Regions from separate parts of the Macaca mulatta genome. Here region 2 is linked to region 1. The links are chromatin contacts, called in public Hi-C maps. All regions are on one chromosome and are shown on one strand. Each heading gives the region's core, a stretch centred on a gene start, on an enhancer-like site or on the middle of the called end of the contact. The rest is flanking DNA. Distances are from core to core; before and after follow the strand shown.

The links. Hi-C and Micro-C count contacts between places; a contact is called where the count stands out from the background.
Region 2: a contact with region 1 is called in a Hi-C map of cortical neurons, with 3 times the contacts expected there. The contact joins two enhancer-like sites. A contact is called at or near these places in 4 of 14 Hi-C or Micro-C datasets (CD4 T cells, blood, cortical neurons and 1 more).

The regions. Positions count from the first base shown.
Region 1 is chr2:98,154,717-98,161,304 of T2T-MMU8v2.0, reverse strand. No RefSeq gene overlaps it. Among named protein-coding and RNA genes, the nearest start is that of TRA2B, 53 kb to the right of the region's middle. Within about 2 kb of position 2,519, at least 5 of the 40 cell types and tissues checked have an H3K27ac peak or open chromatin away from gene starts, as enhancers often do. A contact at or near this core is called in cortical neurons, where this site is marked.
Region 2 is chr2:98,414,850-98,421,731 of T2T-MMU8v2.0, reverse strand. All of the region lies in intron 19 of DGKG (diacylglycerol kinase gamma), which reads left to right. Among named protein-coding and RNA genes, the nearest start is that of DGKG, 120 kb to the left of the region's middle. Within about 2 kb of position 2,396, at least 10 of the 40 cell types and tissues checked have an H3K27ac peak or open chromatin away from gene starts, as enhancers often do. A contact at or near this core is called in cortical neurons, where this site is marked.

The DNA of each region.
Region 1 (6,588 bases), core at 1,270-3,769:
ACTTTACTTTCTAAGAACAAACTAGCCTGGAAAGGAGTGCTGGGGCTGTTCTTTCAGGGGAGAGATGTTTAACTGATTATTTTTTGAGAGAGAGGTTCATGCTTTGTCCTTGGACAGCATTGCAGCATTGCAGGGCCCTGGGTTGCTTTAATATTGACTCGGCTACCAACAGGTGAGTCAGCTTAATGATCTTAATGTAAGAACAGAGAAGATGAAAGAAGTGATTAACCTGCAGCAGTCTTGCTGGTTAATATTAGAGCTGACCAATTCCTCAGGCCTTCTATCTCCCAGTTCTGCCAACACCACTGTTAATAGGAGATCATCAGAATCTAGCTAAAAAGTATGCTCATCACATCACCCTAAGTTACTCTGGAGACATTTAGACCCTTCATAACCTAGACCCTTGCCTCCCTCCAGCCCCATCTCTCATCATGATTCATCTCTCAGCTAACGTTCCAGTGATAACTGTTTTGGAGCTGATCACTTAAAGCAAGCTGCATCCCTCCTCTATGCCTTTGTTTATACTGTTCCTTTGCCCAGATTGTTTTTCAACCTGTATCCTATTCATATCTCTCTCTATCCAAAGCCCTCTCATCTTTCAAAGCCCAGCTCATATATCATCTTCTCTATCAATATCTCTATCTTTCTTCAACTGATCCCCTTCCCTACACCACCATAATTTTTCAGTTCTGAATGCTAATGGTAGCTTGAAGCTATATTGGTTATACTTACTGCCTTTGTCCATCTAACTCCTATACAACCTTTAATATTCAGTTCAGTTTTCACCTCCTCCAAGAAACCTACCCTGTTGCTCCCAGGCTTAGCTGAGAACCCCATCAAGGTTCATGCCTTGTGTGTGTGTGTGTGTGTGTGTGTGTGTGTGTGTGTGTCTTCCTCACTAAGCTGTGAGGACATCCATGGCAGGGACAGAGTCTCACAATTATGCATATCTCTGCAGAACCTAACAGAAGGTCTGCCACATAATAGGGATAACCCTTGGGAGCTCAACTGAGCCAAAAATCCTTGCCAGCTGGGACATCTTCTCAGAGATGACATATTTGTAGGGAGCAGTTACCTGTGGCCAACAAGGAGATGTTTATCCAGGACCCATTACCCAGTGCACTGCTTTATTCTGGAGATTAAAGAAAGCAAGCCTGAAGCCAGGCACAGTGTCTCACGCTTGTAATTCCAGCACTTTGGGAGGCCGAGGTGGGTAGATCACCTGAGGTCAGGAGTTTGAGACCGGCCTGACCAATAGGGTGAAATCCCGTCTCTATTAAAAATACAAAAATTAGCCAGGCATGGTGGTGCGTGCCTATCATCCCAGCTACTCAGGAGGCTGAGACAGAAGAATTGCTTGAACCCGGGAGGCGGAGGTTACAGTGAGCCGAGATTGCGCCACTGCACTCCAGCCTGGGTGACAGAGTCATACTTTGTCTCAGAAAAAAAAAAGAAAAAGAAAAGAAAGAAAAGAAAAGAAAACAAGCCTGGGCAACATGGTGAAACCCCTTCTTTACTAAAAGTAAATAAAATTAGCCAGCCAAGTGTGGTGGTGTGCGCCTGTGGTCCCAGCTACTCCAGAGGCTGAGGTGGGAGGATCTCTTGAGCCTGGGAGGTGGAGGTTGCAGTGAGCCGAGATTGCACCACTGTACTCTAGCCTGGGCGACAGAGAAGACCCTGTCTCAAAAATATTAAAAATAAAAATAAAGAAAGCAGAACCAGTCAACCTGACACAGCCAAAAACTGAGCAGGTGTCTCCCTGGTATCAACAGAGATTGTCCCACCTGCTTTCAAAAACTCAGATAAAGTAACAGACACTGAACAAGGCACTTGATGTGGTGTAGAAGACACATAATTATAAATAAGGCATTGTTCTGTCCCCAAGGTCCCCTCGTGGCAGACACAAATGAGTGCAGTACACAAGTCCCATGGATGAGCTTGAAACATCAGCTTTGCCTGGAAGAGTTGAGAGAAGCCTCACAGAAGAAGCAATATTTGACCTGGGCCCTCGAGGATGAGAAAGAATCTACTAGGCAAAGATGGGAACTAGGGGAGGATAATCTAGGCTGAGGGACCAGTCCGTGCAAAGGCTCACAGACTGGTATGGACATGGCATGTCTGGGGGATGGCACATATCTAGCTGGTAGGTGTCAGAGGCTTCGTGGAAGGTGAAGGAAGAAACAAGGGCAGAAGTGGAGCTTGGGACCTGCTTGTGGGGAGCCTTGAGCATTGTGCTAAAAGATGAGGCTCTTATTTGACAAGCACTGGGGAGCCTTGAGCATTGTGCTAAAAGATGAGGCTCTTATTTGACAAGCACTGGGGAGCCTTGAATGTTTCTAAGCATAAGAATTTAAAAACTGGCAGCAGTGCTCAGGACAGACAAGAGGGGCAAGGAGGCGTAACAGAGAGTATTGCTATAGTTGGTGAGGATGATAAGGATCAGGACAGGGTGCTGTGCTAGAGCAGAGGACAGCGCATGGCTTGAGAGATGTTGTGGGGGTGGAACTGCAAAGAGCCAAGCCTGTTCAGCATCCCAAATCCTTCTAGCACTACCCACATGGCCCCTATTCCCCAGCTCCCCAGCACATCCTTCTTCCCTCCTTGGCTGTTAAACCCTAGGCAAGGAGATTCCAAATGCTGACTACATCTTCCTTGGCCCATCTCAGCTTTGGCAAATAAATTGGTGCCATTCCCCAGAAAGCTTTTCTTGAACTTCATAAAGTTAGCAAAGAGGAGAAGTGTTAACAGTATGATCTGTTGAGTACCAAATTCTAATCCCAGCCCTAACACTAACCCAGCTTTTTCACTCCCTGAAGTCCTGCCAAAATCAAAAGAGAAGGTCTGTGCCAGACACAAGTAATTTCAGCTGAACAAGCACTCCGAGGGTCACAGAGTGCTGTTATGCTCGAAAAATGTTCTGCTGCTTCAGAACTGGCTTTGGGCTGCTGGTGGTGGCGCATGTGGATGACACAGTCAAAGGAGCTTGGAAAGTATTTTTCTTTGGTAAACAAATATTTCAGTGTTGATGCTGAATTAAATCAGAAGCTCCAAGAATACAGGTGTCATTCATTTATTAAAAGAACGGAAGAAGAGAGAAGGCATGATTCTGGACGGGACCCTTCTAATGAGAATCAAAACTGATTCATCCCCAGCAGCTAGAGAAAAGCCAAGGTTTGGGGGAGACAGGCAACACATTCTTCAATGCTTATTATGCATCTAATTCTTTTAAGACACTATTGTTGGCGGGGCGTGGTGGCCTACGCCTGTAATCCCAGCACTTGGGAGGCCAAGGCGGGCAGATCTCTTGAGGCCAGGAGTTTGAGACCTGCCTGGCCAACGTGGTGAAGCCTTGTTTCTACTAAAAACACAAAAATTAGTCGGGCATGGTGGCTCATATCTGTAATCCGAGCTACAAAGGAAACTGAGGCAGGGGAATCACTTGAACCCAGGAGGCAGAGGCTGCAGTGAGCCAAGGTCACACCATTGCACTCCAGTCTGGGCAACAGAGTGAGACTCTGTCTCAAAAAAAAAAAAAAGAAAGAAAATTCATTAAATTCCCAAACATTTTCAATAAAGCAGCTGGTATTATGCCCATTTCCTAGATGATGAAGCTGAGGTATAGAAAGATAGTCATATGCCCAATGGAATGTATAAGCAAACTTTGCTCTAGTGATATTCAGACTGTATAACAACATTCTTATTTTGAGAAGCCAGAGGAAAAAAATGATGTTGATTCCTGTACATTTGTATGGGACTGCAGTTTTCCAAGCACACTCACATGCATTATTCTCACATCATACTCAGAATGGCTGTGTGAGGAGAATAGTAATATTCCCATTGCAGAGATGGAAGAATTGAGAGTCAGGGAGAAGAAGGGATTTGGCAGCCAGAAACAAGATTTGAACATCAAACTGAGTCCAGACCAAGTTCCTTTTCCACAGAAGGCGGCTCTATTTTTATATGTAAACAAAGCCTTCTATAGCGTTTGATAAGAAAGAGAAGGGCATTCTCAGGGAAGAGGGGACCACAAAAAAAAAGGTCTTTGGGGAGAACTTAAGGTGTATGGTAGAGAGTCTGAAGTCCACACGGCCAGGTTACACTGACACACAATGGTGTCATCGTCACATGCCAACCTGGGAGCCATATCACCTGGATTTGAACCCAGATTCTGCCTTTTAGCACTCATGCCTCGGTTTCCCCTTCTGTAAGTGGTGCTAATCATAGTACCTGTGCCTCCTTCATAGAGAATGTTGTGGAGAGTTAACATAAGAAAAGTACTTAGAAGAGGGCCTATTATTTAAAATAAATAAGCTTAATGAAGGTTTGCTATCACTACTATCATTATTACTACTAACTCTTCCACTAGAGGTCCTGAAAATGGGGCTGGGTTGACAAGGAAGGCCTTAGAATCTCAGGTTACAAAGTTTGAACCCAAAGGAACAAAAGTAAGAGAAGGCCAATTTTAGTTGAAACAGGATAAAGGTGTTTAGGACAATGAAACCAGTAGGAGTATGTAGGCCTCCCCTAACACGTCTCCCCATCTGGATTACGGTCCCAGCTAAGGGCTTCCTCCATCATCACACTCACCGCAAGACACTGTAGGTGCTTGTCAATTACCTGTCTCCCCAGCTGGACCATGTCTGTGTTATGGGTGCATCTAGTGTCTAGTGCAGTGTCTGGCACTAAGTGCTCCACAAATGCTCTTCTGATGAATGAAGGCATAGATGAATGGAGTAGAATGATAGTTTGGAAAAGGAAAAGTCTATAGGGAGACCAGCCCAGGGGCAGGCTCTGGGCTAGGATGAAGGCAGACAGAGTGACGGAAAAGTAAGAAATGCAAGAGGCATTTGGAAGAAAGGACAAATAGGAATTTATGAATGACAGACTACGGGAGTTAACGGGAAAGGAAGAGTCGTTGACTGCAAGCCTGGGCTCCTGGATGCTGGCAGTGGACCTATTAAAGATGAGAAGAAAGAAAGAAGTTGGTTTGAGGGAGAAGATTTGCCCTTGACTTTATCCTTGTTGAGCTTTATAGAAGTTACTGGTAGTAGCTCACTTCTGTAATCCCAGCACTTTGGGAGGCCGAGGCGGGTGGATCACTTGAGGTCAGGAGTTCAAGATCAGCCTGACCAACATGGTGAAATCCCGTCTCTACTAAAAATACAAAAATTAGCCAGCTGTGGTGGTGGGGGCCTGTAATCCCAGCTACTTGGGAGGTTGAGACAGGAGAATCGCTTGAACCCGGGAGGCAGAGGTTGCGGTGAGCTGAGATCACGCCATTGCACTCCAGCCTAGGAGACAGAGTAAGACTCTGTCTCAGGAAAAAAAAAAAAAGTTACTGGTGGTAAATGGGGTAACACAGGGCAGCGTTGGGTGACAGGTGTTGGCTGGAGATGGAGAGTTGAGGAGAACCGATTTGGTAACCTCAAGGAATATCTCTTTTTCTGGAAAAAGGGTAAGAACCAGGATAGTGGTGGGGCCGATCGATCAGAACCATGGAGGAGCCCTAGGGCAGACAGGCTGAAATAAAACACAAGCGAGAGGAGGGAATATTCACCAGGTGTCTTAAAAAAAAGAAGGGCAACTCTTAGCCCTTAGGACCATTTGCTCCCTTTTTCCTTTCTTCGTCAATCCACCCTTTGCTCAAGACTTGCCAATTGAAGAATTGAAACAGAAAGGAAGGCCATTTTATATCAGAAAGCCGATTGAGCTTAAAGTGAAGGATAAGAAGGGCAAGCCATTTCAGTTTTTGTTGCTGTTGTTGTTGTTGGTTTGTTTAGTTTTCTGGAACCATTTTATAATAATCATGGTGATCATGAACCCCTAACTCCTCCTTTCTGAGTTTCTGCAGGAAAACTACAACTGTTGGGTTCTCAGGAGGAAGAAACAGGACCATTTCTGCACTTTTCTGCTTCCTGCTGGTAGGTGGGAAATCAGGGAAAAGAAAACTAATGCTCATTCACACTGTGGTACAATGGAAAGAAAATTGGCCTTGGAGTCGAATAATCTTAGGTATGCTCTGCAAGGAATGGGCTGACTCTGCACCTTTCTGGGCTGGTTCCCTCAAACACTGCTGATAATGATTCTGACCTCAGGAGATGGTTATGATGACTGGATAATGGGGTTAAGTACTTTGCACAATGCAGGTGCTCCAGGCACACCAGCTCCTGGTAATTCTTGCGGTTTCTCACAGGAACCTCACAGGCCTCTGCTGTCTGCAAGCTTCAGAGGAGCCACAGAAGACAGGCAGGCTAGGAGCTCATCCCGAAGGGAGCTTTCAGACTCATGGTTTCAAAGAATTTTCACTTTATTACACATTTGTTCAGGCTTCAGTCTGATTTGACTAAAATGTAAAGGCAGGGTCGGGCACGGTAGCTCCTGCCTGTAATCCCAACACTTTGGGAGGCCAAGGCGGGCAGATCACTTGAGTCCAGGAGTTCGAGACCAGCCTGGCCAACATGGCAAAACCCTGTCTCTACTAAAAGTACAAAAATTAACCAGGTATGGTGGCGCAGGCGTGTAATCCCAGCTACTCAGGAGGCTGAGGGAGGAGAATTGCTTGAACCTGGGAGGCAGAGGTTGCAGTGA
Region 2 (6,882 bases), core at 1,147-3,646, 260 kb before region 1:
GTTCAGAAATGAAAGGAAAGAGGAAACGAGGTCATTTGCAAACGAAAGCAAACCCGTCTTCCTTGTAGGAGAAAATTTGCCAGAACTGAGTTGTGACTGACATATAGCTACCCCTTTCTCCCTCCTTCCTTCTTTCTCTCTTTCTTCTCATTGGTTAATTTTCATTCTTTCTTTTTCTTTGCTGTACTATTTCAAGATGACCACTATTTTGACACTGTTCCCACCCCAGCCCTAGGTAGGTGAGGAGGAGGACGGATAATGATTTGGACTTTGTCTTTGAACCTGAAGATGTTGACTTTTGTTTAGCCCACAGAATTGTCTTTATTTATTTATTTATTTATTTTATTTTATTTTTTTATCTATGAGACAGAATCTCACTCTGTCACCCAGGCCAGAGTGCAGTGGCACAATCTTGTCTCACTGCAACCTCCTCCTCCCAGGTTCAAACCTTTCTCCTGCCTCAGCCTCCTGAGTAGCTGGGACTACAGGCGTGCGCCATCATGCCCAGCTAACTTTTGTATTTTTAGTAGAGATGGGGTTTCACTATGTTGGCCAGCTGGTCTCAAACCCCTGACCTCAAGTGATCCACCTGCCTCGGCCTCCCAAAGTGCTGGGATTACAAGCAAGAATTGTCTTTAAAAGAGAGGTTAGAGTGTTCACTGAAGACATTCATTTAAAGCCTGTACCCATCATTTTCAGCACTTGCCATTTTCACTCTTTGTCCTGACCCCACAGCCTGAGAGGTCAACCAATAAGGAGATCTTTTCAGAGGTCAGATATTGAACACTGCAGCTTCAGGAAGACTGATCTATGAGATGTGATAGTAGCCGAATGAACCTTTTAGGAAGTGCATCCTATCACAGCGTCTTCTTGCTCTCACACGCACAGACTCTACACACTCACTGCACGCTAGGAACACGTGTACTTCCAGCCCCTGACACTGTAGTCACAAACGTACAGTTCAGGTGATCTCCTCTAACAGCCTTTTGCACTCCCAGATATACACAAACCACTTTTTTAAAAAGTACTCCTCTTCAACTCATTCCTCAGACTTTTAAAGTCCTCTTTCCACACAAGTACCTTTTTTTTTTTTTTTTCAGTGGCATCTCACTCTGTTGCTCAGCCTGGAGTGCCGTGGGGCAATCTCGGCTCACTGCAACCTCCACCTCCTGAGTCAAGTGATTCTCCCGTCTCAGCCTCCCAACTAGCTGGGATTACAGGTGCCCGCTACCACACCCGGCTGATTTTTGTATTTTTAGTAGAGACAGGGTTTCACCATCTTGGCCAGGCTGGTCTCGAACTCCTGACCTCAAGTGATCTGCCCACCTCAGGCTCCCAAAGTGCTGGAATTACAGACTTGAGCCACCGCACCCGGCCTCACACAAGTATCCTTATACGTACTCATGCACATGTACCATACACTTGTGAAAGCCGTGGGGCTCTGTTCATTCATTCATCCATTCATTCAACAGATCTTTTGAAAACATAATGCACACCAGGCACTGTTCTACAGGCGTTTTGGACAGACCCATGTAGGGGACTCACAGCCCGGTGCTGGAAACAGGCTGGCAAGCAGATGTGCAGAATGGTTTGTGTTAAGGGATGTGACTAGAAGTGACCTATGGGAGCAAAAACCAAGGACATGAAACGTGGCATGGAGGGTTTTCCAGTGACAGAGATGACTGAACCAAGGCACAGAAAAAGAGGAGGGCAACTCAGGGAGAAGGAAGCAAATGTACGAAAAGATACGAAGGAGTGAGAGGGTACAGTATACTGTGGAAGAGCAAGATGTTCAGTGTGATCAGTTGTATGGTCTCGGCAGGGGAAAGAAACCAAACCTCTGTAATTCCCAGAAAGCAAGGAAGCAGAGGGAGGGAGAAATTTCTCCATATGCCAAAAATCAATAGTCAGGCCAACATATGACATAAATAGAGCAATCATCCATCACCCACATGATTAAGTACAATTAGAAAGACACATCAGTCAGAAAAAAAAAAAAAAAAGATTGTAGTGTGCATTTTAATGCAAAGTATGAACAAATTCACTGTGATCTGTAGAACTGTTTTTCCTTCTCCCTTCCGAGATCCCATAAACAAGACTACTCTTTGAGGGTAGGTTCTCACCTCACTCTTCACCTGACTGAGGTCAAGGTAGCATGGGTGACGTGGTGACAGGCACACGGATTTGCACGTAAACCTGTGTGCTTTCCTAACATCTGAAGACAGAAGGGCTGAAGTAGCACCTATTTCACCAGGTCACCAAATGCTTCCTATGAGGAGCTTTGCATACATACTGCTTCTACCCTGCCTATTCGCCCATGTCTAAAATACCCAGGAGTGCCCAATTTGTCCACTGAGAGGCAGGCAAGCAGCCATTTTCTTCAGGCTTCCTTATTTAGCATTGGAGATGGTTTTAAATAGGCAGGTGGTTGTTGCCATGGTTACCCCATTACACCAGCGGCTAAACTTAGGAAGGGCCGCAAGGGATAGGAAGAAAGCTTGATACCCAGGATTTGGAAATGTAAACGGTATTATCAAACAAGGCTTATTTTACTCAGCTTAACTTAGGTTCTCCAAAGAGTAGTTACTGCTTGGCTGAAAGCCCTTTGCCATTACTGCCCAGGTTTGGACTCTCAGGGATAACCTTGAGGTTAAATCTTGGGAGTTGTCATTGCTGTGTTTTGTTCTGTTTTGTTTTGTTTTGTTTTCAGCAAGGGAGAGTGACTAGTCAGGGCTAGAACTTACCAGGAAACCGGAATCATTCACATTGCTGATTCCATTTTCTTGGCTATTCTAACAAGAATTCTTAATCTGGGACCCAAGGGCTTCAGGGGTTTTGAGAACACCTTGAAATTGTACTAAGGTATTGAATGTATTTTTCTGCAGAGAATGTCCATAACTATCAGAAGATTCTTAAAGGAACCTATACTCCCCAAATGTTTAAAAGTCACAGGTCTGAGGCCTCTTTGAATCCTAAAAGGCATCAAATTATGACTCAAATGTTGGGGTTTCAGGAAATTCTTCCTCCATGGCCTCTCTATATAGGTTGTTACCAGGGAGGATAGTAGATTCCAGAAAACCAAGTTATGTTCCCTGAGGGAATAGTTTCGTTAACGGAGCAAGAACGAGAACCGAGGAGGCAGGAATATGAGCCATGTGTGATGGACAAAAAAGAAAAGACCTTTCAGGGCAGAGATGGGGTTATTTTTTGCCCTGTCTATCTCCTAGTTATCGACAGGCTAATTATTAATTGCTAATTGAGGAATGTTAGGGAGATTATCATCTCACTGTTGGCATAAGAACAAAAGAGAAATTCGATTCAATTGAGATTCTGAAGTGTTTGAAAGTGATCTGGAATAAAGGGCGCATAAGACATGGCCCCTGCCTTCAAGGAACTCATAGTCTAGCAAAAGAAAAGGAAAAATAGTGCTCAAATATGTTTTACAAAATTATTTTAACATACAAGGTGGTTACATTTCACAGGTGATACAGTATACAGGAAGTTGTATAATATATAAGAACTTATTAATGGTCATATCCCAAACATCATTTGCAAATGAATTGTTTTCTTTTTAAGGGGTATTTTTGGTCGTGTTTTTTTGTTTGTTTGTTTTTGTTTTTTTTTTTTTTAGAAAGAGTCATTCTGTCGCCCAGGCTGGAGTGCAGTGGTGTGATCTTGGCTCAATGCAGCCTTTGCCTCTTGGGTTCAGGTGATTTTCATATCACAGCCTCCCGAGTAGGTGGGATTAAAGGCATGCACCACCATGCCTGGCTAATTTTTTTTCATATTTTTAGTAAAGATGGGGTTTCACCATGTTGTTAAGCCTGATCTTGAACTCCTGACCTCAAGTGATTTACCTGCCTTAGCCTCCCAAAGTGCTGGGATTACAGGTGTGAGCCACCACTCCTGGCCAAATTGGTTGTTTTAAGTGTAGCAATAGTGTTAAAGGGGAACCTAACTAAGAACTGTTATAATTTTTTTAGCTCCTCCTAGCAATATTGTTAAAGGGAAACCTGACTAAGAACTGTTTCATTTTTTAGCTCCTCCTAGATGCCAAGTGGTGAACTAGGGTTTTTAAATACATTAAATTATTTAAATCACAAAACAACCTTACAAGATAAACATTAGCATTCCCATTTACAGATAAAGGAACTGACGCTGGAAGACACCAAGTCAACTAACAAAAGTCATGTATTTTTTAGGCAATGGGGCTAATTTAATTTCTGACCTAGCTCTTCACTCCAGAGTTCAAGCTCTGTTTCCTGCAACTGCTATCTCCCATGGATTTCATTGAGCAAGCACTGATGTATACCAGACACTCTGATAAGTACTTTATACATCATCCCACTCATTGCTCATAATAACATGCAAGGGTAAGTGCCACGGTCCCCATTTTAGAAATGAAGGAACTGAGGCTAAGGAGGATGGAGTTATGGTTGGCATCATCTGCCTTTATGGATTGTCTCTATGGGAAAATGCCTGCCCAGTTCCAGAGGGGAGGAGAACAGGTACACCATCCAGTCATACATTGTATGGTGTGAGTATCCTCCCTGTTTCCATGTCCACAGCAAGGAGCAGGACTGGCTATATGATCTGTGTGGCCCAGTGCAAAAGTAAAAAGGTGAGGCCCCTTCTTCAAAAATTATTATGAATTTCAAGCCAGTGACAGCCAAGCATTAAACTAAGCACTGAGCCCTCTTAAGTGTGGGGCTCCGGGGTCCATGTCTCACACCTATGAGCTGGCCCTGCCTAGCAAGGAGAGAGGAATTAATAAAAAGACACATTTGCCAATAGTCACGGAGTAGAGTGTTTGCAATAAAGTCAAAAGAATGGAGGAAAGAGGGTTTCAACTTAGAGAGAAGGAGAGGGACTCTCAGTCCCACAGACAGGCGGCAGTCAGTACTAGCAGAGGAGACAAGAATCCCATCAAAGTCTTCCAGATAGCCAAACCCCAGCCACCATGGAGTTTCCAGATTAAGTCACCATGAAGAGTTTTGCCATACGAAATCTATACATAAAAACCACCTAATTCTAATGTCACTGTCAGTGAGTGTCTAGAAAGAGAAGTCTAAGCATGGAATGTTTTCATTGTTGGTTAGAAACTCAGAGTACTTGAGGAATGTGTTATTCTAAACCTGTTGAGTGTATCCACTTGACTATGTCTCTCAGCAGTTGAGGCTGAAGCAAGTTATTTCCTGTTAGACCCTTCAAAGGGACCGAAGCAGTGCTTCATTCCTACTAGAAGCTGACCACCTTTCTCAAAAGCCCTTGAGTAATTAACAGGTTCTGAAATATTAGCTTTCTTGGAGCAGGTCCCATGGAGTCACTGATGAGGGGCTCCCCAGAAGCCCTAATGTAGCTTGAGTTTTTAAGAGGTTGGAAATATACCTTGTAAATAACTAAGCACTTAGTAACTATAGAAGAAGGCAGCAGGGTATAGAGTAAGTTGGCATCAAAACTTGGCTTTGCCACGTATTAGCTATGTGACCTTGGGCAAGTTAATCTTCTTAATCCTTTGCTGCCTCTTTTGAAAATCTTGCAATGTTGCTATGAGTATTTAGTGACATTATACCTAAGTTTTCATAGTACATAGTAGGTTCGCCATAAACATTTGTTGTTGAATATCATTAAATAACAAGCATTGCCTTAAATTGACAATAAAGTATTGACAATAAATGGGTTTTTTTAAATGGCGTGGCAAATGGGATTCAGTTATCATAGAATCAATGCTCTATTGACATGGCCTTTAACCTGAAAAGTTGGAGGAGACCCCAGCAGTGATGCGTTGAATCTGCCCAAATCTTTCTCTTGGGGTTGGGAATATGGCACCAGTTTGGTTGGTTTGGATTCTGCAGGACAGAAGCTCTAGAGGAAATCCCCTTCACTGGCTCCATGGAGGTCCGAGAGGCAGAGGTTGGGGATCTGAACTCTAGAGATTCGAAGTCCAGTGCCAAGTCCGGGCTAGCAGGATCAAGGGAGGGGGTCACAGACCCCAGGTGGAATGGTATCAGGAGGAACAGGGCAGGAGTGAGTAAAGGAGAGTGGCAAGACAGATTCCATGTGCTCTCTGGGTGCTTCTGGCTTACTAGCAGGGGTCATGGACTGCATGACAGGTAGGCAAGTGGCCCTGTGGTCAGATGCTGGGGATATGACTACCCCTCCCTCACGGATACTTCTTTCCCCTCACCCACCACATACCTCTCCCCAACCCTGACCTCAGATAAAGACAGAGATGTTCTGTGGGAAACCAAATAGAAACTGACAAAGCTCAAGTCATACAGTTCTGAAAATGAAAGGAAGGGTTTCCTGTCTTGAATACCTGCGGTATGCTCTGCCGTCACAAGCATAAAATATATCACGATTTACATAAGATTTTCTTCTTATATCTAAAAATGAAACCCTTCTAAGTTGTTCTTTCCTGGCGCCCTGTGAGGTAGCCCACTATTACAACCCAGATGTGTGACTTTCTCAAGGCATAAAGGTTCAACAGCAGCAAATATAGCAAAGTTAAAAATCCTTGCCATCAAAGTCTTCATTCTGTGCCCTGAATTGGGCTTTGCCTCTCTTCATCTAATATTTGGCACCTCAAAAGAGACCTGCTGTAGGTAGCCAGAGGTCCAGACTGTCTGCACCTGCTTCCCTCAATATAGCAAACTATTTTTCTTAAATATCTGGGATTCAGAAAAGCCCCAAATGAATTTAATTGTGGCATTTTCTATGTTTTTTCTTATTCCTGTAGGTATTTATAAAGAAATGCAAACCTTATGTTTTGTGCTCAAGAACCTTTGACTTTCAAGTCAATTCTGACAGAGCAACTGACTTAATTACTTGAATGTTTAGATACTAAGCCACAAAAATGTTTTGTCCCCCACCCTCCCCACC